Regions from separate parts of the Oryctolagus cuniculus genome. Here all the other regions are linked to region 2. Evidence: chromatin contacts called from public Hi-C and Micro-C data. All regions are on one chromosome and are shown on one strand. The core of a region is the stretch at or near the end of the contact, and the rest is flanking DNA. Distances in the headings are between cores, read along the strand shown. Region 1 has its middle 24 kb from the start of OTOGL. Region 2 holds the start of PPP1R12A (protein phosphatase 1 regulatory subunit 12A). Region 3 has its middle 130 kb from the start of PAWR.

Region 1 (3,049 bases), core at 285-2,784, 270 kb before region 2:
AGTGAGCCTTCAGATTGCTAAGTAATATTTTGTAGGCCATGGATTTGAACAGGGTACACTCATTGGGCTCAAGTAAAGCCAATATAGTTTAGTCACAGAACCGGAGCAGTGGTTGGATGCAGAAGGCTCTGGTTGCAGTATACTGGTTAGGCTATAACCAATTAACTAGTTAAGCTGTTACTGATTTGTTGGTGGGCCAGGTTTTACCCAATTAAGTTGCTTTTTGTGTCTCATTTCTATTTCGTGGTAAAGAGAGGTTACTGTTAAGTTGCTTTCTGTGCCTCACTTTTTGTTTCTAGGGAAAACATTACTGACAGTGCTCCAATTAGGGTGTTACCCAAATGGCTCACAGTTTACTTTGTTCAAATAAACTCTATATAATTCGTTCTTAAAGTAAGCAGATCTAAATGGAATTTCACTTAGAATTGATTAATCAGTTGAAAATTTTCTTGATTGTACTCCTGTAGTTAACACTGGTACAGCAGTTCCTACCCCATTCCTTGACATGTGCACAAAGATCAAGATAAGTTGTCCAAAGTCACAGAGCCAGGGAGTAGCAAAGCTGCTTTTGGAACTCCCATTTTCAGATCCCGTGCTGTCACTCTTTCTACTATGACATAATCATTACACAGCTAGTTTAGCATCAAAGATTTTACAGAATTCTTTATTCATAAAATCTCAATATCCTGTCTCAGTAAGTGCTTGGAATTTAAATTCTCATTTTGAAGGACAAATAACAAACAGAACAAAGCTTTATAAAATGTCACCATATTTGGTTCTTTTGAGTAAATGGGAATATATTAAGAAACATATTAAGTGGTTTTTTAGAACTCACTTAGCTCTTGTTCCAAAATAGTATCTGGACAGTATCCAACAATTTTAAAGTCACAATACAAAAACAAACTTGAGGATGTATTATGACCAGGTTTGATCTATCCTAGAAGGTAAAACATAGTGGTCCAAGTTCTATGAAATACACTCCTTTGTCTCTTCCCAGCCCATTCCCCTACAATAACAGAAAGCCTGCCCAGAAAGAAGCTGGCGGCCCCTGCTAGCAAGAACCTTACCAAGGCTCTTATGCACCAGCCTGGGAAAAGCATGAACTACAAAGTAAAGGAAGAACTATTTTTAAAAAGGAAACACTAAGAATACTACTAACACTAAACAAAACTTGGATTCACTCTCAAACAGATGGGAGGGTTTGCTTTGCCTGCGGTTTTGGCGAAAGATCAAGTCATGAATTCATTCTTCCCAAACTGCAAATGTTAATTGACACTAGTGATACCTTTATGTCCAGAAGAAAATGTCCACATCAGCTTCAAACTTTTGCGTACTTATGTGAATTTCTTCTCACCTGTAAGCGTTAAAAATTGTCTAAGAGGGTCTCAAATGTTGGTGGGAAAAATGGAGTTAAAAGACAAAGTGAGAGTCAGGCATCATGGCACAGCAGCCTGAGCTGCCACTTCGGATGCCCACATCCTATGACAGGGCCTGGGATCAAGTGCTGCCTCTGCTTCCAATCCGACTTCCTGCAAACATGCCTGGGAGGCAGTAGATGGTGGCCTGAGTGTGTGGGTTTTTGCCACCCACGTGGGAAACCAGGACTGAGTTTCTGGCTCCGGGTTTCAGCCTGGCCCAGTCTTAGCTGATGCTGGCATCTGGGGGAAGGAACCAGCAGATGAAAGATCTTTCTCTGCCTCTGTCTCTTTGCCCTTCAAATAAATAAAAGTAAACTTTTTATAAGAGATAATGTGAATTTTTTCCATTAACTTTTTGAAGCCTGGCTATACCAGTTGAAACCTGCATGTTGCCGGCCTGGGAAGGCTCTTTCTTATACGTCAGCTAAGATGCAGGGCACATCCTGTTCCCAAACAAATGACTCAGCAAATGTCAGTGCATGCATATAGCAGCCTAACAAGTCACATCAAATATAATTTCAGGGAAGATAATCACTATAAATGCTATTATGTGTCAAAATAAATCATAAAAAGAACAGTGTTGCTATATGTCCAAGTTAAAAAAGCAGAATTTATAATATTTCAGCCAGTTGCAAAAAATGGTGCCAGAGATATACTATGGCCAGCTCTGATGGGAGCCAGAATCAGGAGACTGTGTCAATCCAGGTCACCAACTTACAAATCACTGGAGCTACACTGGTGGTCCAGTCAAGCCTCAGGAAGAAGGGGCAATCAGATGTTGTTCTTTCCATTACATCCAGCTGCTTTCTACCGTCCAGTGCTTCCTCCCACATTGCTGTCTGATTCCTTCGTGTCACTTCGTATTAATCCTGAGCAAACAAGCTACTCCAGAAGAAAGGTCCCATCCCTGTGAATGATGTGCTACGAGGGCATCAAGTAATGGTTTTGAAATTTAGCCTGACCATTAAGAATCATCTTGGAGAACTCCATTATCAGTTTGTACTTTTAGGGTACTGGACCTAGACCTCAGTATTTTGTTTTTTAAGCTCCCCCAAAGTGATTCTAATGTAGCTTTGTATTTGAAGATACTCTTTGGTCAACACTGTCTGATTTGAGCTTTGCAATCAAGCCCTCTTGGTCTTGCATACAAATAAATCCCAGTTTCAGAAGCCTCCTAAAAATTCACTTCTTCCAAGGGATGAATTAATACTAAACAATTTTTGCCAACTGGGACAGAAGAGGTTAAAAAAAGAACTATAACTTCATTCTTAGAAGACTTAACCAACTTCCCAGCTGCTAAGTCTCGAGTGGTCAACTGGTCAAAGACTGGATTCCCTTTGTTTTAATCAGAGGCATGCTTGTTTTCCATGCTTGAAAGAAAATAAACATTAAGTTAAAGACAGTGTTGAGTAAAAAAATTATTCAACTGGGATTTACAAAATCTGGATCATGTTTAGCAGCTAATAGTTGTGGGACATAGGACCTTGAACTTGTAACTCTGTGTCTTATTTTCCCATCAGAAAAAAATGGAATAATATACTTCCTTCTTTCCAAACTCTATTAATACATCTGAGATATCTACATTTGCATTAACAAAATACCTTAAAGGATATAGCGGTTTTTTCTCACAT
Region 2 (3,458 bases), core at 58-2,557:
GGATAGGGATTTTGTATTTAGGTACCAACAAAGTTCTTCAGTATCTAACACCATTATTATGCTAAGGTCTGGTGTTATCTTTGGTGTACTTTATGAACATACAACAGTGCATTTTAACATATTAGACTCATTTTGTAGTTCTACAATATTTTTAGAAGTTTTATCCTAACCTGGGTTCTATGAATATCATTATTCTAGTAATGACGGTTCAGAAAATTCAGTCTTACATGGAGGTGGTTTTCTAATCTTATTTTACTCAAAATCTCTGATTTTATTTCGTATTATGATAAGCTGCAGTGTATTCTACAGGAAAAAAGCATCATGTTGAAAACTTAATTGGTCACTGCTGTTTCCCCAATGTATGACTCAGAACAGGTGCATAATATTTGCTGAGTGAATCCTAATCCTGGTAAAATTAGATAAATCACCTAGTTCTTTGGACACACAGTCTAAATATGGTAACTAAATTCCCATTCAGGGGTAAGATTTCATGACTTTTATTTTGGCTCCAAAAACAAATGGGGGCAGGCATTTGGCACAGCAGTGCCTACATCAGAGTACCTGGTTGGAGTCCCTGCTACTCTGCTTCTGATCCAGCTTCCCGCAAATGCACACTGGGCAAGCAGCTGAAGTCTCAAGTACTTGGGTCTTGGGCATTTGGGGAGTGAAGCAGTGGATGGAAGATCTCCCCATGTCTCTTGATCTGTTTCTCTGCCTTCCAAATAAAACAAAAATAAATGCATTGTTTAAAAATAGGGGATTACAATAGGGTGTTTAGGGCTATCAATTGGCAAGAAGGTAGATACACGAGTACCTCAAAATGTTTGTAGAAAACTGAATAGGTAATTTTGGTGCTAAAAACCTTTATCTATACCGTTTTTTCATAATGTACATTTTCTATGAACTTTTGGAAGACCTCCCATACATGATTCGCAAGACATTCGAAAGACATCTGCATTACAAAGTGTGTGGCCAGACAAGGCAAAGTTACAAAGCCTTTTCTTTAATGAAAAGAAATTATAATCTGTTTTGACCATGTAACCTAAAGAGGTGGTTGAAATAAATATGGGACCTTTAAAACTGTACACTTCAGTACCCAGTATGTCACGGGCTCACAGTAGGTATTCAATAAATACCGGTGGAAGTAATTGCCTTAACATTCCTTTTGGATTCTAGACTCGCCTGGGTCTTTGCACTGCTCCTTTGGAAAGCGCTGGAGCTGGGACCAGAAATCCCATAAAAGGTCAGGACCAGTAGCGGGGCTGAGCTAAGCTCATGGGTAGTACCAGACGGGCTTAAAGTACTGAAGGAAGGGGAAGAGGTTCCAAAATAAGCGTGAGAGAAAACCAAACTGTACCAAGCAAGAGTAAGAAGGAAGACGTTTCTACACCGGGGACTGGCAGGAAGCCGCAGCAATTACCGCAGGTCTACCCTCGTCAATAGGTGGTCACCTCGGCAAACACTACCGACGCCCTCGGCGACAGACACCCCGTTTAAAAAGGCCGTTATCAACACTGATACGTTCAAGTTCATCTGAGCGCCTCAGAGAGCAACCACAAGCGCCTAATTCGAGACCTGTCCTCCATTCCATTCAAATAACGCAGCCAATGGGGAAACCCTCCGCCCGGAGGAAACGACTCGGCCGGGCCGAGACGGCCCGGAAGGCAGGTCGGCCCTGAAAAGCTTTGCAGCCCGGCTGTGGGCCTCCGGAACCTCAGGAGCCCTCAGCTGCCCGCAACAACCTTCCCTCCCTGCCTCCTCGCTTCCAGGTTGGCCCCAACCCCCGCAGCCCAGGAGGCCCGGGCCACACCCGCTTCCCTCCGGTGACCGGGCCGCCCCCGCCACAGTTCGCGGGAGCGCTCTTCCTGGGGGCGGGCGCGCTCTTCCTGGGGCGGGCGCAGTCCCAGAGCGCATGCGCACTGGCCGAAGGGCGCCTCCCTGCCCGGATCTCGCGAAGTTACGTTAGATTGGCCGCCGGTGACGGGTGGCCGCGCCGGGGGCGGGAGGGCTTCTGTGGTAGGAAGGGAGGTCCGCTCGGCCGGGCGCGCCGCCCCAGTGCTCTGTGGGATACTGGAAGTCTCGAGCGTCTCCTCCCGGTTCCCAGCCCTCCTCTGGCCCGCACTCACAGAAACAGTCACACACCCCCTGCCTCCCCTCTCTTCCCTCTCCGCCTCCCCCTTCCCCCCCTCGCGATAAGAAGACCCGGCGGCAGGAGAGGGGATGAAGATGGCGGACGCGAAGCAGAAGCGGAACGAGCAGCTGAAGCGCTGGATGGGCTCCGAGACGGACCTCGAGCCTCCCGTGGTGAAGCGCCAGAAGACCAAGGTGAAGTTCGACGATGGCGCCGTCTTCCTGGCTGCTTGCTCCAGCGGCGACACGGACGAGGTCCTCAAGCTGCTGCACCGCGGCGCCGACATCAATTACGCCAATGTGGACGGACTCACTGCCCTGCACCAGGTCTGTGTCCCCGGCCGCCGGCTCTCTTGACCCTGAGGGTCCTCGCCGGCCTCTCACGGGGACCTTCCCACCCTCCTCGTCCTCGGGAGGCCGGGGGCGGCGGGAGACTCCCTGCCGCGGGGGTGAGGGGGCGGCTTCCCGACGGGGACGGAGGGAGACGACTGGTGGAGGGAGGGCCCCGGGCTTGAGGCCCCCTTCAGACCAGTTGCTGTTGTAGCTGGGAACCGGATGATTTCCGGGGTATCGGAGGGAAGGGGCTGTGGGCGTCTTGTAGCCCTAGGGTCATCTGTGGACGTGTGTCTGGTATTTGGGTTCCAGACAGGGAGGGGTGCAGTGAGGTTGTGCCCTGGCCCCGGTGCCAGGGATCTGTTGGAGAGGGGGTGGGGATGCTGAAGGAAACGGCTCTCAGGGGTATTGGGGACGCTTGGGCAGATGGACGTCTTTGGCTTATAGGTGGACGTTGGATTTGTTGTACTTTTTAGAACTTGATTGCAAATGATGATGATAATAACAGTAATCAGGAGCCCTAAACCGAGTGCCCAGAGCGAACGATTTCCTGTTTTCTCCTTTATTACTCTTGGTCACCGGGGAGGGGAAACCGGGGTGTAATTAGCGATGTGCACCGGCTGGAAGAGAGGGGGTGAAGTGTGTAGGGTGAGGGAGCGTTCCAAAGGGCTTGCCCACCTCCGGACCGGAACGCAGTGAGTCCGGTCCTCGGAGGCGCTGCCGCAGTGTCCCAAGTCCTGGGGTGTGCGCTGGGGTTGGAAAGAGAAGAATAAACACGGGACACTCCTTTCAAAGCCTGTTACCAAGCTCTGGTCATTCTTCTGGGGGTGGGAAAAAAAAAGAAAGCTGGTCCCAAACTTTTCTCAAAATGGATTCTTTGTGCATGTTAAAGTTTTATAGTAGTCTGATTGGGATCTCTCGATGTTAGCCAAATAAGGAGAAACTATTGGCAATCCAGAGATAATGTTGCTTTGCCTTTAACAGGCCAAAAGCAA
Region 3 (3,471 bases), core at 805-3,304, 360 kb after region 2:
TCCATTCTCCACACTGCCTTTAGAACAAGCTTTCTGAAGAACAGACCAGATCTCGTCACTCCCATGCTTTAACTCTTCCAAGAGTTTCGCATTACAAGTAGGACAAAGTCCAAACTCTTTACCATGGGGATGGGGGTGTAAGTGGGGGTACATTTTACTGTTCCCCTAAATGTACCATGGGCTCTCTCCCCTCAGCACTGGGTATGTTTTGCTAACCCTTTGTTTTGTATTGATCCATCTTCCTCCTATTTAAAAGTCACTTTTTGGGGCTTGCATTGTGAATGAATAAGCCGCTGCCTACATTGCTGGCGTCCCAGGAATGTGGGTGCTGGTTTGAGTCCTGAGTGCTCCACTTCTACTGCTTGGGCTCCTGCAGCCTCATGGGAGACCCTGATGGAGCTACCGGCTCATGGCCCGGCTCTGGCTGTTGTGGCCATCTGGGGACTGAACCAGTGGATGGAAGATTTCTCTCTCTCTGTCTCCCTCTCTCTCTTTGTAACTCTGTCTTTCAAATAAATAAAATAAATCTTTTTTTTAAAGTCACTTCTTTCAGGAATCCCTTCTGAACCCCTTCTCTGGTGCCACCCTAAACATGTAGAATAGCATTCGGTTTAATGTAGCATTCATCACATGCATTATAATCACCTTGTTTATTGAAATAGAACTTGTTTACCATAACGCACCCTTTCAGACTAGACAACTGAATGGTTTTTAATACGTCCACAAGCTTGTACAACTGTCACCACTGTAATTTCATGACATTTCCTTCACTCCAAAAGGAATCCACTGACAGCTAGCTACTCCCACTCACCTGTCCCTCACACCCCTCTCAGCAATGATCTACTTTCTGTTTCCACAGGGATCTACCCAGTCTTGGCATAGATGGAATAGTATAATACTGGTCTTCCTGTGGGGCTTCTTTCACTACACGAAATGCTTGCAAAGTTCATCCGTGTTGTATGTAGCATGTGTCAGGACTTCATTCTTTTTATGGTTGAGTAATATTCCATTGTATATTTTTATCGCATTTTGCTTGTCCATTCATCTGTTGACGAACACCAGGCTGATTCCAGGTTTTGGCTTTCATGAATAATGCTTCCACGACTACTTGTGTGCATGTTTTGTATGGACCTATGTTTTCAGTTCTCTTGGGTAAGCACCCAGCAGGTGAATTGCTGGGTCATATGGTAACTATGTTTACCCTTTTGAGAAATTGCCAGAACGTTTTCTACAGCAGCTGCATGATTCCCACCAATAGTGTTCGGGGTTCTAATTGCTTACCATCCTCACCAAGCTCTCTTTCTCTTTCTCTTTGTTTTTTGTTTTTATGGTAACCACCCTAGAGAGTGTAACATTCTAATTGCTTTTTTTTTTTTTTTTTTTTTTTTGCTGGCCTCTATCTTCCATGATTCCAAATTATGTGAAGATAGGCTTATGCCAAAATCTTGTTCGTTATCGTGCCCCAGTGCCTAAGGCCTTGAGTAGGTAGATGCTTACTAAAGCATCTGCAGAATGGGTGAGAGGACCCAAAGTGTTCGTAGCTGCTTTGCTTCTATAAATCCAGGACCCAGGGCTGGAATGAGAAAAGATGTTCTGAGTGCTAGTCCACAGCTCTGCTCACCAGAGTGCCGTAGGACTTTAATAACCACGCTAATTAGATGGTCCCATGGCTTCAGTAGTCTTACCTGCGACATCCCGTGCGTGGAGATCAGCGTGAGTTCCCATGTAACCATCTCAAGATGGGGAAGAAGATACTTGGCTCTGTTGGCATTCCAATCTGTGATTCTGGGGAGTCTTTCTATTCCAAATACATTTTCCAAGGGCATGTGAACATTGTCTAATGAGAAAGCCATTCACTCGGAGTGAGAGTGGGGAAGAAAAAAAAGCAAAACAAAAGTCCCTTTACCAAAAACAGACGGGCCCCATCAATTATGCATTCAGAATAATACCGCTTGGAGCCAAGTTGTCATGTACTGAAACAACTCTGTTCAACCGAGTTACAACCGGGATCTCATCGACGGTTTACCCCTTCCTAGCCATTGGTTTTTATCTGTCCCACTGTAGCAAATCTCAGATTTGTAAAGACAAGGGGCTTATTCCCTGATTTCCCAGGGCATGGTCCTAGAAACAAAATGCCTGTAAAAGAAGAGGCCATGGTGCCTTCCCAGTGACTTTCCTGGGGTTATGATTGGCAAGTGTGGGCCAGAGGTGCCGTCTGCAAAACTCTTGAATGCATCTCCACCCTTTGTCAACATTCCTTCTGGTCAGGTTTTGCTGGGTCAGGAGTAATCTTCCATAGCATTTTTTCCTATTCACTGTGCACCCTCCCACAGCACACTTCCATCCTGGCTTTGTTTTTCTGTATTTTTCTTTCCTTGCCGCTTTGAAACGCAGTGTGAGGTCAACCCTGATAGTCTTCTGTTGAATCTTTAGACCTAGGGACAAGTTTTCTGCTCTGTCTTGCCCTAATCAGTGTAGATTTGCTGAGTTACAATCCCCTAATTACAATCCTGACTAATCCCAGCGAACTTTCCCTCTTACATTTTCTCTCTCAGAAACATAGTATGTGCTCATGACCCTGGGAGAGGAAGAGAGAGGAGGGCAAAAGAGAAGAGACTTGTGGGAAAGTTCTAGGTAAATAGTACTGACCTTGTGTAAAGAGTGTTAATGTTATTATATAGAAGTGAAAACACAGAAGATAGAAGAAATAACATAGCAATCATTGTCCAAATATGGCCCGTTTGAACCCTGGACTGTGTTTTGGCACTGCAGAAAAATTTCAAAAATCTTTCTGCCTGAAGATTTTCCCCTTCATTTATCTTTCCTGCTAAGCTGATACGTTTGACATCAGCAAATAGCCGTTGTTGTTTGGAGTATGGGAGGCATCAGGGCTGCAGGCAGCTATGCACCTGTCTGTGAAGAGCCTGTTTTCTCCTTTTCCTAATTTCTTTCCTATTTCTTGATTTACAGTTCCACCTGGGTCTTTCCTCCCACTGCTCAGCCTGCGTGGCTTCTTGAAACACTAATCTCAAGAGAGATCAGAAGCGAAGCCCCGCCCCCACCCCCTCGTGCAGGGAGTGCCAAGTGTATGCCCTGGAGCACTGGTTGAGCTCACAGGCAGGGAACTCTGCCTCAACGGAGCCCAGGGCTTCTAGCAACTTTGTTTACTGGGTCCTCCAACCAGGACCACATTTACCCACCCGGTTCACATTCCCAGCGTCTCGGGCAGAGAGAAGCATGTGGCTCTTCCTGCCCAGGTTTGCCTGCCTGATCAATCCACTGACAGCTTTTGCCCAGTTGCACAATCCTGCTTTTGAACGAACCACATCCTTGTAAATTGTGCGTGGAAACCAAACAGAATCTTGTACACAGTCGGCTGTGCCGGATTATGTAACGTTTCGTTCCCATAGAAGGTTCTTTTTGCTCTTAGGGATGGCATTCAGAGAAATTCCAAAACTTGGACTGAGATTT

What was found. A called contact is a pair of places that touch in the nucleus more often than the background predicts.
Region 1: a contact with region 2 is called in a Hi-C map of skin fibroblasts, with 2.9 times the contacts expected there. The contact joins the enhancer-like site here to the promoter of PPP1R12A in region 2. A contact is called at or near these places in 3 of 6 Hi-C or Micro-C datasets (embryonic fibroblasts, skin fibroblasts and an unstated tissue).
Region 3: a contact with region 2 is called in a Micro-C map of ear pinna, with 5 times the contacts expected there. The contact joins the enhancer-like site here to the promoter of PPP1R12A in region 2. A contact is called at or near these places in 2 of 6 Hi-C or Micro-C datasets (ear pinna and skin fibroblasts).

Annotation. Positions count from the first base shown.
Region 1 is chr11:82,987,511-82,990,559 of mOryCun1.1, reverse strand. No RefSeq gene overlaps it. Among named protein-coding and RNA genes, the nearest start is that of OTOGL, 24 kb to the left of the region's middle. Within about 2 kb of position 1,534, at least 1 of the 8 cell types and tissues checked has an H3K27ac peak or open chromatin away from gene starts, as enhancers often do.
Region 2 is chr11:82,715,403-82,718,860 of mOryCun1.1, reverse strand. It overlaps PPP1R12A (protein phosphatase 1 regulatory subunit 12A), which reads left to right and starts at 1,307. Exons shown (of 26, transcript XM_017341997.3): 1 at 1,307-2,457. The coding sequence starts at 2,221.
Region 3 is chr11:82,353,389-82,356,859 of mOryCun1.1, reverse strand. No RefSeq gene overlaps it. Among named protein-coding and RNA genes, the nearest start is that of PAWR, 130 kb to the left of the region's middle. Within about 2 kb of position 2,054, at least 3 of the 8 cell types and tissues checked have an H3K27ac peak or open chromatin away from gene starts, as enhancers often do. A contact at or near this core is called in ear pinna, where this site is marked.